2 separate regions of the Anser cygnoides genome follow, and region 1 is linked to region 2. The links are chromatin contacts, called in public Hi-C maps. All regions are on one chromosome and are shown on one strand. The core of a region is the stretch at or near the end of the contact, and the rest is flanking DNA. Distances in the headings are between cores, read along the strand shown.

Region 1 (4,683 bases), core at 1,327-3,826, 60 kb after region 2:
TTTCTGAGGCAATTTAATTAGATTTTCTTTCAGTAGGTTTTAATCAAGTATTATGGGGCTGCTGGTAAATTATTTACAGCCATATCACTTGATGGAACACTTGGTCTGCTAAAGCTATCACGTAAGTGACATATCTTTAGCAAAGAGTACAGCTGGCTTTAGCTTAGGACCTCACTTGCGCTCCTTGGGGTTATCCAGTTGGCATTCAATGAATGCCAGGTTATGCGAGCCTATTTTTCATTTACAGTAGTAGTTACTGAATGTGGCTGTGCTGAAGACATTGGAGTTGAAACAGTTTAAAATGAGAGTAAGAGCTGAATTTAGCTTTAGTCTATGCCTGCTCAGTTCTTTTTTAAGTGCCTTTCAAGGTTGAATACCCTGAACAGTGTGGCCTTCACCCTCACTCGAAGATCCAGCTATTTCAACAGAAGTGTTGTTCGTACTGTCTTCACTTGGTCTGATGCAAAGTAAGTGTTTTTTGAAGGGGCAAGGTAATGAAAAACAACACTCAAATACCAAAGGATAACAAACTGAGAAAGTGGATATTTTTAGAATGCAAAAGGATTCTTTCTCTGCCTTATTGAAGGAAGGCAGTACCAGGAGTTGTTAAAGGTAACTACTAACTTGCAGAAACAATGTCCAATCCAAGTCTTGTATGAACTAATAAGAGGTGGATGATCAGGTGGGCTTGTTAACGTAGAGTTCAAAAAATGAATGCTGTTCTTCATTACCCACGTGAATAATAGTGTTACGTGCATTGATCTGACTCATCCTACCAAATTTCCTAGCTCATTGAATGGCCTCTGGGTGGCCAATAATATATGGAGATCAACCTGTACCAAGTTCCAGGTTCCTATAAGAGCACATTACTGTGTCACCTCTCTGTTGTGACCAGGGACCGTTTCAGAGTCCACACAGATTTCTTTCCACTTCAGTAGAATTTGATTTAAGGACAAGAAAAATGTTAGTATATTTATATGAATATTCATACATTTCCCATCCTGTTCTAGGCAGGGAATGCTCTCAGTATTATATTTGCCAAGAACATGGCATTACTCTAAATCCATGACCATTTGTTCCCCAAGCTGAAGACGCTATTTATTAGTGGCTTTCAAGGAAAGGTAGCAAAGGCTTCCTGGGTTTTGGCCCAGTTCAGGATATTTTTTCCCAGCGCAGATATTTAAGTACTGTTTTTTTTATATATATGTCCATTAGAAGTTATGTGATAGTTCTGTAGCAGTGACTATATGAATAATACTATCTTTATTCCAGGTAGGCGACTCGCTCATTCAGTATTTGCAATGAGTCTAAGCTTGGGTGGTTTTTTTAGTGCTTAGTCTGCAGGCTGTAGATGCAATTCAAGCTCCATTTGTTATTGGAAAATGACTAAGTACTTTTAAAGATGGTTTTATCTTTCTGGCCTCTGTTAAATTCCTTCCAGTGTTGGAATTAAAGGAGTAGTTTTGCAGATTCTTGATGGTGTCTTACCTCGCTTGATTCCTTGCTGAGGTAGAGGAAATACGACTCAGTTTGTTCTGGGTCAGATCCCAAAGCAGTAATATATCTTAATTTTGAAGCACAAAGCTCAGCTGCATATATGGAGAAAGGATATACACTATGGAAGGCCATATCTGACATCAGAACCATGTCTTTACCCTAATTTTACTTCTCCATAAGCACGTTAGAGGAACAAATCCAGTATCTCCTTGGAGGTCATCATTTATCATGATCCTTTTGTGAATGAAGACTACTCTGTTGTCTTTTTGTGTAGATAGGTAGGATGTGCCCGTGTGTTTGAAGGTTACTCAGAAAGGACTATTGAGGTGAGGAGTTGTGTACTCTGCGATTCCCCCTGCAGTAAGAGGGAGGACTGCCTACTCTGAACCTATGCCTTTTTTCTGTTCCTCATTCTCCAGAATGGTCAAATTCAAGAAGGGAGCCTTACTAACATTCCGAAATGAAAGCTGAGCACATTATAGTCTCACTTGAACAGGAGCTGAAAGCAGTCCACCTATTCACGAGACCATTTCTACTAGCCAGTTTTTCTAACCTCTTTTGACAAGTAAGTAGGGCAGACACATTTCAGAGAAAGTGCTTGTAGTCCTGATGCTCCTGGTATTTGGGAGACAGGACAAAGGTGGAAGCAGGACAAGAAGTGACTTCACTGCACTTTGTTATCACACAGTAATTCTTACATGGAAATGGCACAGATATCACAGATGGTACGGTTACGAGACAAATGGAGCCTTAGTGTTGCTTACCTGGGGCTGATATCTGAAGCACGCTCCTGACAGGCTATCTGCTAGTCTCAATGTTAAAACTCAAGTGAAACTGTATAGTACCTTGCTTTATAGCCTGGTCCTTCCCTTCAGCCTCTGTGTAACCCCAAAGCTTTTTCCTCTCCTCCCATTGCTGTGTCTGTCGGTTTCACATATATGATCACTGCTCTGAAGCTTTGTGCAGCTGCTGAGAGAGTATTTGCCTTTGCAGCAGAAGGCAGGCTGCTCCATGTCACTGGAAGTGCTGCAGTCTGTCCTTTCCCCACCCCCAGAGCTGACTATTATTTACGCAACGTGATCTAACCCAGAGTGTCTAGGAGATGATGGTCCAGAGTTCATTTCCAGTTATTATTGTAGTACAGAGTCAGTCTGGTTAGAGGTACTAATTTCCAGCACAAAACACATACCCTTTGAAAGCATAAACAAACTCCAGGTCAGTTTTTCTTAGCTTCGTACAGAAGTGCTTCAGCTAAACAGGAAAAGCAAGATAAAGTCGAGGCATTGCAAGAAGCTGGTCCAACAGTCATCCATAGGGAACTACAGAGGGCCCCTTCCAGTAGAAGGGAGATAGAAGGAGCACTAATCTCTAAAGCAGCGGTGTGAGTTTTCCTTTTTAATCTCTGGAGATGTATTGAGTACAGGTCTTACCTTTGCCTCAGTATGTGTTTAAACTCCTGCGTTGGGGCATACACGCATGAAACATGCAGAATTACCTCCCCAAGCTGGGGGTCAGACTTCAGTGGCCCTAGCAGATGTGTCTATTTCTGACTTTAATGGCCTGAGCAATTATGCCTGCTGTCACAACCCTGTTCTGGTATGTGGGTGTAGCTGCTCTGGGGTTCAGTCATCCTAGCTGCCACTAACCCAGCTAGTCATCTTAATTGCAACGCTTTGTTTGTTTGTTTATCTAGGACTAGAAATCCTTCACAGACAAGGCCCTGTCTTTGAAGGCAGGCATGTTCAGAAGTTGGTGTGGTCTCCTGGGCTGCAGATTAAGAGGTTGAACTAGGTGAATCACTACCTGCAAAGCATGAACTTCTAGCATCGGGGTACCACCTTCCCTGTCTGTGCAGCCCCAACACCAGTAAGCTGATTGGAACTGTAGCCAGCACGGAAGCACTGAAGTAGTAGGGGAGCTGGGTTACTTAAACAGTAAAGCCTCTTTTGCGCGCTAATGCAGTAATTTTAGATTTGAGACTGAAAAGACACTTTGCATAGCTTTGTAGCTGGAGATGAGACTACCTTATGGTAATTAACTCTCATTGCCTTGTTCCAGGTGGTAATCTGTATGCTGCCCCTGGAAAGCTGGGGATCAGGCAGCTCATGAAAACCATGGTCATAAGAGGCTGTTAAATTCAAAGGCCAGGTCTAACAGGGCGACACAGCTGGAGTGGGAAAGGGCTGCCTCTCAGCTGAACGAGCAGCTCACATGGGTTTCCAGAAACCTTGTCCCTATGAAGGCAGGGCACCAAGGCTGCAGGAGCTGGATGCTCTCAGGTAGGAGCAGGACCAAAGGTTAGCAGAGTTGAGGCTTCATTGAGTACTCCAGTGTTCAGGTTTTCTTTAGCAAGAATCCACCAGAACAGTCATTAAGTTCTTTGCAGTTCCACCTTCAAAGCACTACTGATTTCATTAAATGCACAGTTTCTAACCCATAATAAACCGCTTCACTTTTGGTCCTTGATACAGTCTTCCCTTGCTTTAGGGAGACACCAGCTTGGATATCATGTTCCAACCGTTTCTGCCCTATTTAGGGAACAGAGGTCACATCCTGCTTTGCCTCTGTAGAGCTGACTCCTACTCTTCCTGTTGCCTCACTCTTTCTGCTCATTCCCTTGCAGAGTAGCAGGGGGAGTAGGAAGGAAGGAGAACCAGTCCAGTACAAAACTTCATTCAAAACACAGTCACAGAAAGCCAGCAACTGAACAGCAATCTTACAGCACAGTTAAACGGTAGAGTTTTGTGCGTAGCTCACCTCAGTAAGTTTAAAAAAGAATCAGGAGAAAAGCAACAAGTAAAGCCTTCCTGCAACACCATTCTTCTGTTTCATAGCTCTTCCCCACATCTCACATTAAACCCAAACATCTTCAAGTAGCCCTTCTTCCTCGTTTGAACACTCACCCCTTCAGAGGGATGGTCCTGGGGTTTTAGAAAGCAGTTTCTAGCTGTAATCCACTGCAGGGAAGTCCCTCCTGTGCGTCTGGGTGATTGGCTATCCAGGATGATGGTTCCCCCTTGTTCCCAACTGCACAGAAGTAAATGTCTCAAACTGCGTTAAATCTCACAAATCCTCAGCCTTCTGCAAACAACAGTTAAGTGAATATGCTAGGCGTCTGTGAATACTTCTGTACTAGGAAATCAGGAGCGCTTTGCAGGAGAAGTGATGCTTGAACGCAGGATACCT
Region 2 (4,370 bases), core at 395-2,894:
GAAGTTACAAAAATACAGAAACTTACAGAAATAATAAATTGACAAATACTTTGCTTCTTTTAAGAAAGTGAGCAAGAAGGCCAGTAACATGGCAACAGCCCTACAAAGCTGTGTAACTTGACTGCTATCTTTCCTGGCTGTAACAGCCCCCCAAGGTAAGCAAACAGAACCCAGCCTTATCCTGGCTGCAGGTGAGGCTCAGACCCCCGGGAGAACTCTTACAACGTGAGTCATCTCAGCTACGAGATGGCCTGGTTCAAACGTTCACGACTCATGTGTAACTCCAAGGCAGCATTTCACAATGGCTACGGATCTGCCTTGTTACGAGAAGTTGGGGAGTTATGTGGAGACAGCTGGTCAGGGCTTTTCCATCTGCAGGCAGCAGAGGATGGATAGAGCAGGAGCAGCGTTACGCTGCCAGGAAGCCCTGGGACAGGTCAGTGCTAGGATGGGCCAAGAGAGTACCAAACAAGTGTTGGGACCTACTCAGACATACTCAGAACTTCTTCCTGCTCATTTCTTTAACACTGTTTTACTACATGATTTAAAAAATGCTCTGCTGGCCTTGATTGCACAAGGGTAATATCTGTTGCTACAGCAGAATAGCTAAACCCTATGGCTACTTCAGTGTTTCCACCAGCAGGGCCACTACTTTGGAATGAAATCATCGTTATTAGCTGCAGTTAATTATACTATGTGCTGTCTTGAAGTACAAAGAGAGAGCATGGAAAGAAGTCTTAGAAGAGGGGCAGAACTTAGATGTGCAAAAGGAGAATGGGGAAAAGGAAGGGGAAAGAATACGCAGACCTTAAGACAAAACCACACAGAACGAGGTGGCCTCGGGGACAAGTAGTTTATGGGCAACCCCATTAACCTTAACTATACATTTAAAAGTTGAGCATAAACCAGATCTTGCTGGATCTAGACAGTGAACTGTACAGTTTTATAACGAAACATCAGGAGAGTAGGAAAATCCCAAGAATTTTCCAGCTCCTGGTCAGGGAAGATAGAATCAAGCGTGCAGGTCAGTATCACACACACGTTCTGCAACGCATTCATATAAGCTTTCGCATACTTTTTGTTTTACGTGTTGCCTTGCAGTCCCACAGTCAACAGACATCAAGGATGTCACAACGTGCCTTAGAAGATAATGGAGATGACCTCTGTCCAAGGCAGGGAGGCAGGAGCCAGGCTAGCGCAGGCTTAGCCCGCTCCCAGGGTCAAGAGGTGACCCGGAGGGGCCTGTGGGGTGGCTAAAACGGGCGGCACCCGCGGGCCTCGCCACGACAGCACCACAACCCGGTTTTCCTCCCAGGCACGACGGGCACAGGCTGTATTTTAAGCACATCCAGGACGTTCTTACAGCGAAGGCAGGGCTCCCGTCAGGCCGCGTGCTTCGACCGCCTCAAGGAACGCGCGCTGCTTTTGCAGAGCGAGCTCCGGCGGGCGGGGAGGGCCGGGCCCGCTCGGGACGGCGGCAGGAGGGGCGCGGGCAGGTCGGGACGAGGCACCGGGGATCAGAGACGGGCGGCGGGGGCCCGGGGCCGGCCGGCAGCGGGGGGCGAGGCGCAGGCCGTGCTGGCGGCCGGGGCGCAGCGAGGAGGGAGGCCGGAGGAGGCCGGAGGAGGCCGCCCGTCCCCCGCCCGCCCGCGGGGCGAGGCCGCCCCTCCCCGCCGCGCTACTCCCCGTGCCGCCGCCGCCATTTTGTCCCAGTGCCTGCGCCCCGGCGAGCGGCGGTCGGTCGCTCCCCCTCAGCCGCGCCCGCTCGCGCCGCAGGTCCCCGCTCCGCGCCCGAGCCGTTCCGAAGGGCGGCCCCGTCGATGGCCAGCTTTCCCCCGAGGGTCAACGAGAAGCTCATCGGTGAGGGGCGGCCGGGCCGAGCGGGCCGGGGGGGCGGGAGCGGGCCGGGCGGCGCGCGGGGGGGCCGCCGGGCTCCCAGCCGGGCTCCCCGCCTGCCGCTGCCGGCAGCGCCCGGGCACCGAGCGGCCGCGATCGTGGCGGGGCCGAGGGCCGCCGGGTGCCGGCCGCTCGCCCGCGTTCCCCCCGCTGTGGCGGCGCGGCGAAGGCCCCGGTCCGTGTGCGCGGCCGGCTGTGCGGCCGTAGGGACTCAACCTCCTTTGCAGCTGAGGCTTGCTCGTTTGCTTGGTTATATTGTGACCGTAAGACAAATAAAAGCAAAATAATTAACGTTTCGCCTGGTTCCTCTGTAACTTTTTAAAATATGCTGAATTTATTTCTTAATGGAATTTCCTCTTTGTTTTCTTTTCAGCACGATCACGTACTGTAGGAGAACTGTTAGCCCCCACTTCTCCTTTTGACAAGAAGTGTGGACGTGAGAACTGGACTGTTGCGTTTGCTCCCGATGGATCTTACTTTGCTTGGTCACAAGGGCATCGCATAGTGAAGCTGGTCCCCTGGTCCCAGTGCCTTAATAACTTGTAAGATAAAACCATACAGCTCTTAAACTGAAAGCTTAAGAATTTCCAAATAGAAGATAATGTTTAATAGATTCAAACTCATATATTGTCTCTTTAAGCCTTGACATCTTAGGAAAAAATAGTTCTTTAAAGTACTAGCCATTATCTCCTTCTCTGTGGCCAGCCAGAGAAACAATTGTATTGCAAATTCACAACGGAGTAATTTACTAATTCAGTCAAGTGCTCTAAAATAAGCGGAAGTTAGAACGAACATGGAATTTTGAAAACTAAAGCAGATCTGGACTCTTACATTTCCTATCAGAGGGCTATTTTATTTTTACCTTCTAGGAATTTACTTAAAGGCAGACCCCTTCTATTATTATTCACTTTAGAGTGAAAGTTAAGTTCCAAAAGATGTTTTATTTTCAGCTGTAGGTTACATTTTAAAGAAGTTAGTATCTAGCAGTTGAATCTTTGTACTTAGTTAAGTTTTGCTTCCATTGTTCCCAGCAAATCCCTTTTTTTGTTTTCCTGTTGCTGGTGACGGTTTAGTTGTTTTTCATATGCTGGTTTCAATGTCTCATCCCAGTTTTCCATGAACGTAAGTGAATTGCAGGGAACTTCTTGCTTATTTAGCAGGAAGTGTTAGACATTTTTGTAGCTTATTTTGTCTGTAAATGCTTGTAATGTTTTTCAAAGTGAGTTAATATGTTTCTACAGAGGTGAAGACATGGACAGTCTTTGTAGAAGTTTTCCAAGGGTTAATAATTCTTGACAGTTATAAGAAAACCCAGCTTTTATAATTTGAAAGTAAAAATGCATTCTTATGGGCCTCCATGCGTGTACGTCATGGCAACTCACAGATTTCATTACATCTTAAAGACCTTTCTGTTCTATTGCATTCTGAATGTCACACGATATGTAGCTACTTATTTTTAAAGACTCTTTATGTTTTTCTTGTTTGTTTTGCAGCTTGTTGCATGGCACAAAGAATGTTGCAAATTCTATCAGTACAAGACTTGCAAGACAGAACAGTGACAGTGGTCAGAAAAATAAGCCCTGTGAACATATAATAGACTGTGGTGATATTGTATGGAGTCTTGCTTTTGGGTCTTCGGTGCCTGAGAAGCAGAGTCGCTGTGTGAATATAGAATGGCATCGTTTCAAATTTGGGCAAGACCAGCTTCTACTTGCAACAGGCTTGAACAATGGGCGCATCAAGATATGGGATGTATATACAGGTAGAGTGTGTGAGGGGAAGTTGGCATGTCAGTGTCACTTTATGCAGTAGGAACATTAATACGCAGAAAAAATTCTTTACAGAATTTTAATTGGGAGTTGACTCTTGAATACAAATTAAGTATTTTTGAAATAATGAACTGCAACTAGGAACATCTGATACTGCTAGAGGAAGGAACAGACTCAGGTCATGCTTTGAGATGTAAGTGATGTAAGAGAAAGCCTTGGTGCTGCAAAATGGCTAAGTATGTGATTGATTTCAGGCATATTGGTTGTTTAGTCCGAAATGTTCTTCTGGATTGTAGTTTTAAAATACTTTCAAACAACGGAAACTTCAACAACAAGAAGTTACTCTCTGTTCTTGAGTATGGGGAAGGACGTATGTCAATAAGTATCTTGTGTTTTTTAAAAAGTTAATATTGTTTCAAATACTGTTTTCATGTAACAGGAAAACTCCTCCTTAACCTGATGGACCATACAGAAGTTGTTAGAGATTTAACCTTTGCCCCAGATGGCAGCCTGATTTTAGTGTCTGCATCCAGAGACAAAACACTGAGAGTGTGGGACCTGAAAGATGACGGTATGCATTTTAAGTTCATCTGCTGTAACACGTAGAAGTATGCACATACTCTCCTCATTTATTGCTATAAACACAGGTCAGGCTTTCTTTTCAAAAAAAATCCTTCTATTAGTCTCTTAATCTGTATGTTCTCT

What was found. Hi-C and Micro-C count contacts between places; a contact is called where the count stands out from the background.
Region 1: a contact with region 2 is called in a Hi-C map of liver, with 2.2 times the contacts expected there. The contact joins the enhancer-like site here to the promoter of WSB1 in region 2. A contact is called at or near these places in 2 of 7 Hi-C or Micro-C datasets (both in liver).

Annotation. Positions count from the first base shown.
Region 1 is chr18:12,083,140-12,087,822 of Taihu_goose_T2T_genome, forward strand. All of the region lies in intron 1 of KSR1 (kinase suppressor of ras 1), which reads left to right. Among named protein-coding and RNA genes, the nearest start is that of KSR1, 16 kb to the left of the region's middle. Within about 2 kb of position 2,577, at least 2 of the 3 cell types and tissues checked have open chromatin away from gene starts, as enhancers often do. A contact at or near this core is called in liver, where this site is marked.
Region 2 is chr18:12,024,218-12,028,587 of Taihu_goose_T2T_genome, forward strand. WSB1 (WD repeat and SOCS box containing 1) reads left to right here and starts at 1,645. Exons shown (of 9, transcript XM_066979823.1): 1 at 1,645-1,860; 2 at 2,270-2,438; 3 at 3,390-3,658; 4 at 4,105-4,236. The coding sequence starts at 1,821.